5 separate regions of the Mus musculus genome follow, and all the other regions are linked to region 1. The links are chromatin contacts, called in public promoter capture Hi-C maps. All regions are on one chromosome and are shown on one strand. The core of a region is the stretch at or near the end of the contact, and the rest is flanking DNA. Distances in the headings are between cores, read along the strand shown.

Region 1 (2,766 bases), core at 86-2,585:
AAACGCCCAGTCTCAGGTTTTTCTTTTCTTTGTTAGCTAGGACAGTCACTCTGGGCAACCCCAGGATCCGCTGTTTTGTCTATTCTAATGGTGACTCCATTGACTCTGTTGTATGAAATTTGAAGCTAAAATATTTGGTATAAAGTTGTCTTAGTTAGGGTTCCATTGCTGTGAATAGACACTAGGACCAAGGCAAACATTTAATTGGGGCTGGCTTAGAGTTTCAGAGGTTCAGTCCATTATCGTCATGGCAGGAAACATGGCAGCAGCCAGGCAGACATGGTGCTGGTAAAGGAGCTGAGGGTTCTGCATTTTGCCTTTCTTCCATCCTGGGCAGAGCTTGAGCACTAGGAGTCCTCAAAGCCCACCCCTACAGTGACACATGTCCTCCAACAAGGCCACACCTTTTCTAACAATGACATATCTTCTAATAGTATCAATCCCTGTGGGCCATGCATTCAAACACGAATCTTTGGGGGGGCCAAATCTACAAACCACTACGAAAGTACAGCAACATCTGGTCTTGTCTATGTTTTTTTCTTGCCTTTGAGGTCTTGGACTTTAATTGACTGTACTTCTATGCAGTTGCCTGAACAAGACAGGCTCTTACTTTCTGGTATACTGCTATGCATGTCCTTGCCTACTTTAACTCTTATTTGTTCTTTAATTCAGTCTCAACTGAAATTGTTATTTATAGTCCGTCTTCTTGCTCAACTCTACACACCATACCATTCCCACAGCACTGCTGTGTTACAACAAATTGTGCTTCTTGTAGGGTTACAGCCTGTGCTCCAACACACCAGGTTCAGCCACCTATCCTCAGTAAGCCAATTAAAGGACCCAAATTAATAGTAAAAAGCAGAAAAAGAGAATTATTCAAAATTGCTACATTGTGAAGGATAAGGAGATACAAGAGTCCCCAGCCTTGACTTCAATGCCTCTTAGTTATCCTTAGAGTCCTGACATGAAAGTAGGTTTTAACAAAAAACAAGAGCTAAAGATAACTAGACAGTGTGTCAAGGTGTGGTTCTCCGTCTACCATTTTCTTGTTTCATGAGTGATGGAGAAAAGAAACAGTCTGAATGAATTAAATAAAACATAGTCCTTCGCGGTGTCTGATTAGCTACTGCTTTTGTTTAGCTCAACTTTCAACCAGAATGTGGGCTCAGAGGTCGGTCTCAGAGTCATCTAGTGGACACCTGGCCCAGCATTTGTAGACTGGCTAAGTGACAGCTAAGACGGAGACAGGAGATGCATGTGCCTCTGCACCCCAGCCCAGCTGCAGCGGCTTTGAGTAGCAGGAGGCCTGGGCCCATAGCCGGAGGCGGGACTTCCGGTCCCGCTGGCGACCGCGGCCCGCGCCAGGCGGAAGCGCGGCTCCGGGCCAGGATCCGCGAGCTCCGGCTGGAGCAGAGTTCGGAGCCTCAGTGTCCCGGACGCCCGTGGTCGGTGTGGATGCTTCTCGGCGCTGCGTCCCCGCGGTCCGGGGAGGCCGAGGAGGCACGCGGGAGTCGGCGCGGCGGGAGAGCAGGGATCTCGGGGTGAGGACGGCTGGCGGCGGAGGGTGGCTGCGAGGGGCTGAGGAGGCCGAGGTGACATCTTCCATGGGGGTGTGTCCGCGTCCCCAGGCTCGTAGGGAAGGTGGCCCGAGATGGCCTTGGGGGGCTTGCAGGGAGACGCTCCAGAGGCAGCTCTTTTCACCCTCGGGGTTAAAGATGAGAAGGACGTCTTGACCTAACTCATCTGCGAGATGAGCAGCCAAGGCTTGCATGCTCAGCATTGCTTTCTTTGCAATACATTGCTTTCTTTCTCTTAAGACTTCTCCCCTCTTCCAGTGGTCTTCGGAGGGGAATACCCAACATTCGTAGGGAAAACCTGAACTCTTACTCACTTAGCTCCCGTTCAGGCTTTGTCAGACTAATAGGACTTTAGGTCTTTGATTCAGACAAGCAAGCCCACTGAAGTTTTCATTTTAGACTCTTCTCTACCTTGCGGAGTTCAGGTTGTCCCACTTCCTTTGTCGTGGAGTGAGCTTGTAAGTATCTGGACAAAGCTTGCACCTTCATGTTTGCACTTTATGACTTACTGTTTGCTTCTCAATGGGGTGACACATTTTTAGATGTTAAATAGATTGGATTCTTGCCACACACTGAGCATAACTAGGCAAAGCCAGAGTACTGTCACTGATGGAGGCTGGTGTATACTGATTGCTTCAAGTGTTTCCCTTCCCAAGAGTTACAATCTTAATTTTATCCCCCGGTATTTGCCAGTACTGGTAACTTACATCTTACTTGGTGGTCTGACCTGAACTACTTGAAGAAACAAATACAAACATACAAACAAACCAGAAAGCACTGTGCATTTATCCATAACCCGGTATCTCACTGACTTACTTGAGATTTGTGCTGCAGTGAGACAAGTTATTATAAGAACGGTTTGTTGGGTGGCACAGCTGATGTAATGCAGGATGCACCTAACATAGTGCTTTAACATATTAATGAAGACATTGAAGGCAGTCTTCTGAAGTCATGGGGCTAACTGTTGGGTTGATTTCTTTTTGCATCTCTTCATTTCTTTTTTAAGTTGTTTGTTTTTATGTGTATGGGTGTTATTGCCTGCATGTATGTCTGGGCACCACATGTGGGCCTGTTGTTCTCAGAAACCAGAAGAGGGCATCACAGTGCCTGTCTCTAGAGTTGTGGGCTGCCTGCCATGTGGGTGCTAGGAAGCAAACTGAGGTCCTCTGGAAGAGCAGCCAGTGTTCAT
Region 2 (2,766 bases), core at 72-2,571, 2.0 Mb before region 1:
CCTAAGGTTCTCGTCAGTAGCGAGTCCACGACACAACAGTTAGCATTCTATAGACTGAAACCACACTTCACCCTTAACTAATTATCACCTTGACTCCAGCTGCCATACCAAGTGTTGGACGTCTCCACAAGCATTTCAGATATGGCCTTCTTTCTCTCTCAACACACGCGCCTGTCAAGCCATCTATCATGTTAGAGCACCCTCACTCACACGTGACATTACCAGTGAATCATAGTGCTACCAGACGGAAACTACCAAACTTAAGTGGTAGGGAGCAGCAATGACTGGTACAAACTATTCATCCCTAGTTCCTCCCATATTTGATATTTTCAAACATTACTTTTCAGACAGACCCTACTAGGAAGCAGAATCTCCCTAGTGCCCTGGGATAGCTTCTAAATAGTGAAAAGGAGAGTGGTTTTTTAAAAATTATTACTGGGTCTACAGAGCAAAGTGATTTTCATATTAAAAATAAAGAAAGCAGAGTAAGATACCCTCTTTCAAAAGGAGAAATAAAGGAGCATATAATAAAATCCTCAGGTAATACGCAGCATTTAGTAAGCAGCTTTGGGATTTATATTCATGAAGTAGGGCTTGTTAACGTTGTTTGATGGTAATAACAGGCGCTGTTTCTCACCTCAATAGACGCCAATTAACTTTTCTCGACCATGTGGCTGTAATTTTAGTTCCTACCCTGGATTCTCCTCACTTCCTAAGAGGTTACTTTTCTTACTTGGCAGTTTACTCACCACCTTAAAAACCCTTCACTTGCCAATCGGCCATTTATTCCGTAAATCTGAATGACAGAAAAGAGATGGAAGAGGGTGGGGATGCTAAGCACCTCTTGAAGGGGCAGAGCAAAGGCTACATACAGTGCCAGAAATGGAGAAGGATGGGAGTTGGAACAAGCACAGGGTGGAGGGCTGACATTAGGCAGGGACTGGGACGGAGGATGCTATCTCTGAGCAGGTGGTGTGCATAGGGAGAAGACGTGGAGCTGGGACTGGGAAGGAGGGGGTGGGGAGCGGTGACAGACAGGCGACAGGACAGGAGACGCAAAAGGCTGAGGCTGAGAGAGACGGGACGCCGAGGGAAGGGAGGCTTGCAGCCGCGTCCCGGTCGCCGGGACACTTACTCGGGTCCCTCTTCAGGGCGCCGGGGGTCTCCTCCCGCAGGTGAGGGAATAGGAAGTCGCGCGCGGACTGCAGGTCCTGGAAGGAGCAGAACTGGACGATGGAGCAGGCCATGGCTGCAGGGACCCCGCCTCGCGGGGCTCGTGGTCCCTAGCCACGCCCGGGCCACTCCACCCGAAGGCTGACAGCACGGAGCCCCGAAAGCTTCAGCTACCCTGGGGGGGCGGGGACGCCAGACCGGAAGCTGTCAGCACTCCTCGCGAGGGGAGGGTGCTACGCATGCGCGGGACGCCCCGAAGCTGCGCGTGCGCGGGCCGAGCGGGAGCCGAGGGAGGGTGCAGCTTCGGACACGTGACTCGCGGTCTTGTGGCGGAGAGTTAGACGTGGAGCCTGGCCGCATTCTTTCTTGGGCGAGCTTGTCCCGTCATTCTGGCCTTCCTCCAAAGGTGATCTAATTGAACTTTGCGGGGGCCATTGAGTCACCCAAACAATCTTGTTGGTGTGCTTCTACGGACACGACCTAGATCGTTCGCAGATCAGGCGGTTTAAGCTGAGTGTGGGCAGGTGCCTGAGAACTTCGTAATTTTGTTTGTGCTTTTGTTTTTTTTTTTTTTAATGTGGAAGGCTATCCTCAGCACCTATACCCCAACTCCCAAAAGAGTCTGCGGCGCCTATGCCTGTAATCCTTCCTACCTCAGTCTGAGGCAGGTGAATTTCTGGCTGTTGAAGCCACTATCCTGGGCTACAATGCAAAAACAGTGTCTCAAGTAACAAAGCGATGGAAAGCAGCTCCTTAAGGGCTCGTATTAAATAAATACTCCTATCTATAAGTTGCCACGGTTCTGTGAAAGCCCGATGTAGTAACAGGACCAGCGCAGTATTGAATGGTGCTCTGTAATCGTCCGTTTGCCTTTTCATCCGTTTGTTCATCTAACCGCCCAACAAGTATTTGTTAGTGTTTTCCGTGCCAGCCACACTCTAGGCACAGAGCTTCGGAACAGAAAGGGACACATTCCTACGGAACTAAAAAGCTAGTGACTAACACAGGCCAAGTGAAGCAATTACTTACTCAGCTAACTAAAACTGAGAGAATGCTAGGCGGGAAAGAACAACAAAACAGCACGGCAGAACAGAGCTGGGGAGACTGACCCTGTACTTTTCCTTTGGGTTTTGGATAAGGAAAGCACCATCCTTATAGACTCCTGGAGGACTGGGGATCCGTTTAACCCCTTAAATACCTGGTCTCTAGCATGGGATCTGGCACCCAGTTGAGTCCTTGATAAATACTTACTGAAGTATATACACATAAATTAAAGACCAACCTGAGTCTTTTACTTGGATTTGAAAGTACATTTCCATATCTTGCCCAGTTAGACTGTCATAAATATCTTCAAGGAGTCTTGTTTCTTTGATTGTTTGAGATAAGGTCTAGCCATGTAGTCCAGGTTAGCCTCAAACCTTCAATTCCCCTCAATGTCCAAGCACTGGGATTATATGTGTGTACTGTACCATGGCTGACTTCAAAAGAATGTGTTATCCTAATTTTGTAAATGAAAAAAAAAATTGCTCTGTCTCTGATGAAGCTCTTGAAACCCATTTAGCTTACTTTCTTTTTTTTCTTTTTTTTTAAATT
Region 3 (2,766 bases), core at 138-2,637, 1.5 Mb before region 1:
TTGGTATCTTATTGCTGAGGGGAAATAAGCCTGCCTTGGAATATCATTCCGGAGACACTTACTTGGACAATCGAAAACAAAAGATTTGGTGGTTTCGTTATTGTCATTATTTTATTTTCTTCCTGAAATGTGCAACAACCGTTCATCTAGGTGGCCTGTGGTCTGTTTGGGAGAGGGGCGGGGAAATCCACTCTGACTATAATTTAAAAGAGAACGAATTCTTAAAATAGAGATGTTGATGCGACAGAAAATTCCCAGTGCACCTAGGCTGAGTTCTAAAGACCCTAGCAAGAATGGAAGGCGCTGGCTGTGGAGGCTCGGACAGTGCCTCCCTCCAACAGGCCAAAGCGGATCCTGGAAAAACTGCAGCCGAATTAAAAGTAGGTATTTAATCTCAAAGGCAACCGCTCCCTGGCACTTGCAAAACATAGGACCTCACGTGACCAGGGGATGTGGTGGCCGCGGAGGGTAGCACTTCCTACAAGGTGCAGAGAGGGGACACGCGTGCCGCTCTTCTGGGGCTGCACTCCTTGTTGGTTCCGAGGCTCAGGGTAAAAGTTTGGCTGTTTCTAAGGGAGACGTTTGGAGCCATCTATCTTATTTTTGTTTGAAAAGTCACTCTTTCAAGTTGTCACTGGAATGACAGCTCCGAATAAAACTAATTTGTGGTCTGCCCTCCTCCTGGCTTCTTGGAGCAGCTCTGGTGAGCTGAGAAACCAGCGGATTACAGTAGACTTGGGTCGGGATTCTGGGCTGTAGGGGCGCTGAGAGGATGGGGCCTTTACCTAGGACTTGTGATAAAAGCACCTGGGTAAAAGCAGAGAGAAGGAAAGTCGCATGAGAGCGGAATACGGAAGGGACAGCCTGCGGACCGCCAGCGTGGTCTGCTGGGGTGGAGGTTGGGGGTGTACTACAGCAGAGTACGGGAGCCTCAGTGATCCCCCTCCTCCGCAGCTCCAGGAAAATTCCGGAGACCGGCTCCGAGGCTCTGCCGCTGGCGGGTCCCCGAGCTGCAGGGGACAGAGGAGAGCCAGAGGCCCGAGGAGTCTCGACCCCCAAGCGGCTCCCAGAGACGCTCAGTACTCAGCTTAGCCCACGCTGCCGCAGAAAACACTTTGGCGTGGCCAGGGCGTGGCCGAGCTCGGCCACGCCCCCCTCTTTCCCAATTCCCCTCCACTCCGGAGTCCCATTGGTCACGAAGACGTCCAATGAGCGCACGGATCAAGGTCCTACCCGGGGTCTGACTCGAAAGCTCCTGCCAAAACTTTGGGAGTTTTTAGAGAGGAGTTTTTTTTTTTTTTTTAATTTTTTTCCTTTTTTTTTTTTTTTTTTTTTTTTAAACTAACGGATCATTATTGTTGTTTTAAATTTAGCTCTTAGGGCTTAGCTGTTTGGGTTTTTCTTTCGGTGTCGGGTCCCTGTCTCCCCGGCTTCTGCGGAGTAGCAGAGCGAGGCCGCGCTCGCCTTGTCGCCCCAGCGCCTGGCGATCGCCTCCATCCACCCGGCGGGGAGCGCGCCCGCCGCGCCGCCTTTCAAGCCAAGCCAGGGGCCCAGGCCGTGGCGGGCGGCGATCGGGCCCTCGCCTCGTCCCTCGGTGGCGCTAGGGCTCCCCGGTTGGCCCTCCGCTTCAGGGCGGGCGAAGAACCGAAAGCAGCTCGGGCTCGGCTGGGACACCGCCTCTGCCCGAGCGCCCACCCACTTCCCCACTCACCCAGGACCCCGCCGGGATCCTGCCAGGATGTTCGCAGCCGGCCTGGCTCCCTTCTATGCTTCCAACTTTAGTCTCTGGTCAGCCGCCTACTGCTCCTCGGCGGGCCCGGGCGGCTGCTCCTTCGCCCTGGACCCAGCCGCTGTCAAGAAACCCTCTTTCTGCATCGCGGACATCCTGCACGCCGGCGTCGGGGAGCCGGGGCCCGCTGCAGAGGGACTGGTGGGGGCCTCGGCAGCCCTCACCGCACACTTGGGCTCCGTGCACCCGCACGCCTCCTTCCAAGCTGCCGCCAGATCCCCGCTCCGTCCCACCCCGGTGGTGGCGCCCTCAGAAGTCCCGGCTGGCTTCCCTCAGCGGCTGTCTCCGCTCTCTGCCGCCTTCCACCAGCATCTCCCGCAGCAATCACCAACGCAGCAACAGCAACCGCAGCAGCAGCCCCCGCCTCCACCCCGGGCGGTCTCCCTGCAGCCACCGACTTCGGGGACGCGGGTGGTCCCCCACCATAGCGGCTCCGCCCCTGCCCCCTCCAGCAAAGACCTCAAATTTGGTATCGATCGAATTTTGTCTGCGGAATTTGACCCAAAAGTTAAGGAAGGCAACACTCTGAGAGGTACGTATCGCTGGAAGGCCTCAGGCCTCACCACCACCCATGAGGGGCCTGATGTCAGGAGGATTTGGGGTGCGTTTATTTTTAAGGACAGAACGGTAGAATGAGGGCGAAGAAAACGAAATGAAGGAAAACTTAGTGACATGTAAAAGTCAGCTATCCCATGTTTAAAAACATATCTTCGTGTTGCTTAAACAGCATAGAAACGGATGACCATACTCTGGTTGCTGCAAAGTTTTGCAAAAGTGTGTATTATCCATCTTTTGAATGAAATATCTGCAGAACGACCTAGATCTTTCTGACAAGGAAATCTCAGCGTGGGGACACTTTGCATTTATTTGATTTCCAGTATTTCTTAAGAATTGCGGGGAAGCAAACCGGCCAGTCTAAGCTCCTGAAGGAAGGCGGGGGGGGGGGGGGGCTGAAGGGTGTAAATTAGGGGTTTGTA
Region 4 (2,766 bases), core at 82-2,581, 1.4 Mb after region 1:
TGCAAGTGTATACATGAAGGCCAAAGGTTAGTGTAAGTTGTCTTTCTCCAACTGCGCAACATCTTGCTCTTTGAGACAGGGTGTCTCACAAAATCCTAGCTGTTACCAACTGAGTCCAGGGAGATCTGTTTGTCCCCAGCTACCTCTGTCCCCTTCATTATAGTTACAGCCTTTTGAGAGCACCTTCCTCTTGTTTTAATTTTAGTGCTGAGGGTCTCAAGTGCTCACAAAGTTCTTATTCTTTCAAGGCAGGGTTCTTTATCATCTGAGCTGGCTCTCCAGCCTCACTGGCCTGGTCCTTTTGAAGAAACTATAAACCAAAGTTTACAAGGTTTCCCCGCCTCTGGTCTTTTATTTTGTAAGTGAAAATGCTTATATGTCCTGTGGAGGGAACCCAACGGAACCTTGGCTCTGGGTTTGAGGAGTGAAGGATGTCTTTGGTATTAGTAGAATTTATCTCAAACGACATCCTTCCCATGGTGTTTTCCTGTGTTATTTGCCGCAGGACTCGGAGTAGGATTCGTCTTTAAGAGCTGAAGCTTAAGGGATTTGCCAAACTTTACGTTTAGAGGTTTCTTGATGCACACATCTGTGGTTTAGATTTCCACCCAGGGCAACCCCAACGGCAATGACAAATCAAATCGTGGTGAGCACTCTTTCTTAGGAAGGGCTCCGAGGCACGCACTTACTCACTCGTTTGTAGCTGAGAAGGTGACAGCGCTGTGCACCTGAAGCCACGCTGCGGATGAAAAGACTTATTTCAGCCTTGCATCTGAACCCACAGTGCTTCCGAGGCAGGAAGACACTCAGATGTATTTAATAAGGGATGTTGGAAATACCTTTAAAAACAGCACGGCGAAGTAGGGAGCTTTAACGAACTGCTTTGAACTCTCAACCCGAGAGGAAGGAAACAACCAGTGGTGGCAAGTGTAAGGGGGGGGGGGAGTTTGGGGGCTCCGGCCTGGGCCTGCTGGGGTCGGGTCCAGGCGGGACGCGAAGCCCGCGGGCTTCGGCCGTGGCCGGACTAAGCGCGCGGCCCGCTGGCTCCCGAGGTTACACACGGACCGAGAGCCGGGTGACAGCAGCGGACGCTTTTGCCTGGCGTCGCGCGAGCTTCACCCTCCTCCCAGACCGCCGGCCTAGATCGCTCCGCAGGAGGGCGCGAGCCAAAGCGCGGCTTGGTGCCTGGGCTGCGGAGATAAACCGGGTGGGGACGCCGGACGCTCACGAGCGGGCGGGCTGGACGCGCCACTGGCCCTCGACCAATCGCCAGCGCCGGCGATGATTCAAAAGGTCGAGGGACCAATGGGGAGCTCAGGGCAGCCTCGCTAGGGGCGGGACCTCGGGGGCGCGAGAGCGCGGCCGGCTGTGTCGCGCGCGGAGTCGCCGCTGGCTGCTGGTGACTGTCCTGGAGTGGCTGGAGTTCCCGCCGGAGCGCGGCCAGGTGAGCGTCGGCGCGGGACTCCGCCGCGTGTGGAGAGCGGGTTCCCCGGGGCGGCCGGCGAGGCTGGGGCCGCGCGGGCCGGAAGTCGAGCGCGGGTTTCGGATGGCGGACAACCCCCGATCCCCGTCTCGGACGCGCGCGTTGGGTGCCCCGGCCGGGCCGGGCTGGGCTGTGCTCGCCGCGGCTTCCCGGCCCTCGGAAAGCGGGCGGCCTTCGGAGGAGGGGTTAACCGCCTCTGGCTCCTGCCAGGGCGCCGTCCCGCCTATCCGGGCCTCCTGAGTGCTTCTGCGCGGTGACAGCGGACCTCGCGCCTCCAGCAGCTTCGAGGGCCACTCAGTGCGCGCTGGGGTGCGGAGGGCCTGCTCCGGGGCACTTCGGCGATGGCGGGCTGGCCTGGCGTTGCGCCCGCCCGCCCTGTGTAGCGCACTTGGTGTGCTAGGGCCGTGGCTCAGGTGCAGGAGCAGGACTAGATCTGGGGCTACAAAGTAGCAGCTGCTCTGAGGGTTAGAAGATGGGGCTACAGAGAAGCGCGGGATGGAGGACCTAATACGGACAGAGAGGGTGATGATGAGCGTTGACTGGGGAGTTGGGGCGGGAGTGAGTAAGGACTGTTAAGATTAGCGTGCTTTTGGGTATTAAGGGAAAAGGCCACTCTGCCAGGACAGCCAGCTTTCTCCTGCACGGCTCTGAAGGGGCACAGACCCTGCGAACGCCTTCCTGTTTGCGTTTTGCCTAGCAGGCCTGTGCCGGCTCAGGTGTTAAAGGGTAGCTGTGAGCCACCATTTGAGCTTTTTCTTTCTGCCACATTAAGTGAATTTGGGAGAGGGGGGGAAACGATTAAAGATCTTAGTAACGCACCGGAGCATCGTAGAAAGAAATCGGCCACACTGATACATAGTGTTATATTGTACCATAATATGTGAGGCGTTCAGTGCCAAATGACCCTCGGGTTAGCAAGAATCTGGGTTGACAGGAAAAAAGCCTGAGGATTCTTGAATTTCTGCGGTATGTGGTTGAGGGTACAGTTTAGCGAGTGACTTTTCTTTGCAAACAACCTGTTTGTTTAGGGAAGCCTGTGTGCGTCTCTTATGCGTTACTTGGGTGCATAAGAATACACGGGAGTCTGGAGCCTCCTTGTCCTATCCAGTATAATTATCTCCTGTTGGGCAATATTTTGGGATGTGTTATGTAGTTTCCACTGACTGTGTGGATCTTGTGCAAAGTGGCATTCATATCTTGTTGGCAGCCCATTTTTTTTTTTTTTTTTTTGTCTCCTAAGACAAGGTCGTTCTCCACATGCTATATAAAATATCACCATCAGT
Region 5 (2,766 bases), core at 91-2,590, 1.2 Mb after region 1:
GCTTTTTACTACCCGAGGCCACCCTGGTCCTGTGCCACAGCTCTAGGTCACTGCTTCTTGCAGGGCTTCCTTCCAAAAAGCAAACCGCCTTTGTTGAGCTCTGAAACCAGGAGGCTTTTCATAGTTAAAACAGGTTAAACTGTTCTCCAGACAATTCAGGCATTGACCAAGGATGGATAGGATACGTTAGCTTGTCATTTGAAAGTGCCCAGAATGCCAGCTTTCATAAGTATCTTTAGAACCGCAGCTCATTTTATATGGAACATCAAACTTTTGAATGGATTCCTGCAGTATTGCTAGGTCCTCCATTTTGGATGTAATAGAAATCGGGTAGCTGCAAAAACCCTTTCTAACCTAGTCTAGGCATCTGTATACTGCGCACGAAAGCGGGCTCTCAGTTTTTAAAAAATTTTATTAGATCATTGGATTTGCTGTTTTTCATTCTACACCCCCCGCCCCAAATTCGGGCTTCTCAGAGGCCTCCTGCACCATCTGACTAAACCATTCGCTGCGTTAGTATTTTCTATCTACCTTCTCAAGGAGGTGAGCTCCAGACTAGGTGAAAGACAGAGCATTTAAAATTATCCTCAGTTTCCATCCCTCCCCGCCCCCGGCCGGGATTCCCTTTCAGCTGGTGACGACAGAAAGGGTTCCACGGGCTGCGTCTCTCGCGGCTGCACAGGGTTCCGCGTGCCTCGGGCCACCGCGTTTCCCGACACCGATGCGTTAGCTGTGTGTGTGTGTGTGTGCGCGTTTATGCGCGCGTGTGTTTGTGCAGTCATCCCAGTACTGTGCGCGCGTCGGCCGGATCCCCAGGTCCAGCACGCTCGGGGGTCCTCGGGAATCCGGGGGACGACGATGGCCACGTTTTGCGTGTTCGGAACTCTCCTACATCCCGCCTACATCCCACGGGTGGGGGTGGGTGGGAGGGAATCACATCGCGGCGGGGACGCGCAGAGGGGGATGCCGGCCCGCGCGCCCTGGTCCTCTCCGCGATCGCGCCCGGCTCGTCACGCCCCCCCCAACCCCCCCACCGCGGTTCGCTCCTCACCTCAGCCTCCGGGCTGCGGGAAGGCCGCGGCAGGAGAGCGCGGTCAAGGGCAGAGCGGGCGCCGAGCCCCCCTCCGACCGCGGGGGGCGCGGAGCCGGGTGGGCGGCAACAAAGGGCCGTGGCCGCACCGCCGCCTCGCCTCGGCCGCCGCCCCGCAGCCCCCTCGTGCGCAACGCCCCTCGCCCCGGGAGGGAGGGGGAGGGGAGCGGGCGAAGCGGGAGCGGCGGGGGCGGCGGGAGGAGGGCGGCGCCTGCGTGCTCCTCCGCCGCCCCGCCCCCGGCGCCCCGCGGCGAGCCCGGCTCTCCTCCCGCGGCTGCAGCAGCTGCCGGTTCCTCACGGCCTCGGCGGCGGCGGTGACGGCGGCGCGCTCGGAGCGGCCTCTGGAGCGGCGGGCGGGCGGACGGACGGACGGACGGACGGGCGCGCGGCCCCGGCGGCTCCCGTCTGAAGCGGCGGACGAGGCTCGGCGGGGAGGAGGCGGCGACGCAGGCGGAGGAGGCGGCGGCCGCCGGGGACCCGCTCGGCGCCTCGGCCCCGTGCCCCGTCCCCAGCCCGTGGTCGCTCGCGCTCGGCGGGCCGGCGCCTCGCCTCTGCGCGCGGAGATGGTGTAGCCCGGCCGCCGGAGCCGGAGCCGCCTCTGCTCGCGCGTCCCCGCGGCGTCCGCCTCCCCGCCTGAGAAGAGACCCTCCGCTCGGCGGCTCCCGCGCCGGGGAAGCCTCGGCGCCGCCGGCACCATGAGGTGAGGGGCGCGCGGGCCGCCAGCCATTGTGCCGCGGCGCCGCGACCGCTCTGCGCGGACCCGCCTGCCCCGGCCCGCGGCGCCGGCTCGGCTCTCCCGGCTCTTTCTCGCTCCCTTTTGTCCCTTCGGGTTTCTCCGGTCCAGCTGCCCTGCCCAGCCGCTCTGATTTGGGGGAGGGGGCTCCTCCCGGTGTCCCCCTCCGATGCTCTTCTTTTACCCAGGATTTCCCTTCCTCAATTCAATATGCCAGCTCCCTCCCTCCCTCCCCCAGCCTGGGTTAACGAAACCCAGGAGATGGGGAGGGGCTCGGTAGTCGTAGCGTGCTCGTTGCCGAGAAACAGGTATTTTCCGTACATCTGTAAAAATTCTCTGCACTTTTAGTACAAAGCTCTAGTGTTTAATTAAAAGGGGGGTGGGGAGGAAAGTTTGGAAGGTTTGAAATCTCTGCGGGGAATAAAGTGCCTCTGGTAGGGGTAAAGCGGAGGAGCGGGGAAAGGTGAACATTTCTCGATGGTGGGGGAAGGGAGAGCATTTACTAGGTTTCCTCTGGCGGGGGACAGTGTGAGGCTGGGATAAGTTGGTTGAGGTTTGTAAGCCCGGGCGGGGGAGGGTTTTGTTTGGAAAGCCCTTCTCTCCGGTTCGTAGCAGCCTGTGTTGCATTGCAGCAGAAGCGGCCGCGTTTCCCTTCCTCTGTAATCAATACAATTATTTATTTATTTTTCAGCCCCAAAGGAAAGTCTTGGATGTACCGTGGTGAAATGCTTTTTGATTGATACGGTGAAACATATGGTGTGATGTTTTTTAATTTTTGTCTCTCCAGTTGTGTAGGAGAATAAACCATGATGTGGTGTGTCACTCATTGGCGACCACCCACCCCAAGCCTTTCCTAAGGTTGTTTTGTGTCCATAACCTCCCGCTTTTGGATTGGTGCAAGACTTAGTGAGAAATAGGACCTCGTAGACTGAAGGCTGATGCA

The links. Promoter capture Hi-C pulls out the DNA fragments that hold promoters and counts their contacts. Capture Hi-C pulls out chosen DNA fragments and counts their contacts.
Region 2: a contact with region 1 is called in a promoter capture Hi-C map of pre-B cells, with 27 times the contacts expected there. The contact joins the promoter of Rab3gap2 here to the promoter of Disp1 in region 1. A contact is called at or near these places in 3 of 39 promoter capture datasets (frontonasal cranial neural crest, liver and pre-B cells) and 1 of 9 other capture datasets (adipose tissue).
Region 3: a contact with region 1 is called in a promoter capture Hi-C map of adipose tissue, with 4 times the contacts expected there. The contact joins the promoter of Hlx here to the promoter of Disp1 in region 1. A contact is called at or near these places in 1 of 39 promoter capture datasets (liver) and 1 of 9 other capture datasets (adipose tissue).
Region 4: a contact with region 1 is called in a promoter capture Hi-C map of pre-B cells, with 7 times the contacts expected there. The contact joins the promoter of Lbr here to the promoter of Disp1 in region 1. A contact is called at or near these places in 2 of 39 promoter capture datasets (hippocampal neurons and pre-B cells) and 1 of 9 other capture datasets (liver).
Region 5: a contact with region 1 is called in a promoter capture Hi-C map of liver, with 6 times the contacts expected there. The contact joins the promoter of Enah here to the promoter of Disp1 in region 1. A contact is called at or near these places in 3 of 39 promoter capture datasets (cranial neural crest and liver).

What each region holds. Positions count from the first base shown.
Region 1 is chr1:183,220,098-183,222,863 of GRCm38.p6, reverse strand. Disp1 (dispatched RND transporter family member 1) reads left to right here and starts at 1,335. Exons shown (of 10, transcript NM_026866.3): 1 at 1,335-1,541.
Region 2 is chr1:185,202,723-185,205,488 of GRCm38.p6, reverse strand. Rab3gap2 (RAB3 GTPase activating protein subunit 2) reads right to left here and starts at 1,321. Exons shown (of 35, transcript NM_001163754.1): 1 at 1,136-1,321. The coding sequence starts at 1,247.
Region 3 is chr1:184,731,114-184,733,879 of GRCm38.p6, reverse strand. It overlaps Hlx (H2.0-like homeobox), which reads left to right and starts at 1,387. Exons shown (of 4, transcript NM_008250.2): 1 at 1,387-2,321. The coding sequence starts at 1,739.
Region 4 is chr1:181,840,966-181,843,731 of GRCm38.p6, reverse strand. Lbr (lamin B receptor) reads left to right here and starts at 1,331. Exons shown (of 14, transcript NM_133815.2): 1 at 1,331-1,444.
Region 5 is chr1:182,018,554-182,021,319 of GRCm38.p6, reverse strand. It overlaps Enah (ENAH actin regulator), which reads left to right and starts at 1,340. Exons shown (of 15, transcript NM_010135.3): 1 at 1,340-1,790. The coding sequence starts at 1,786.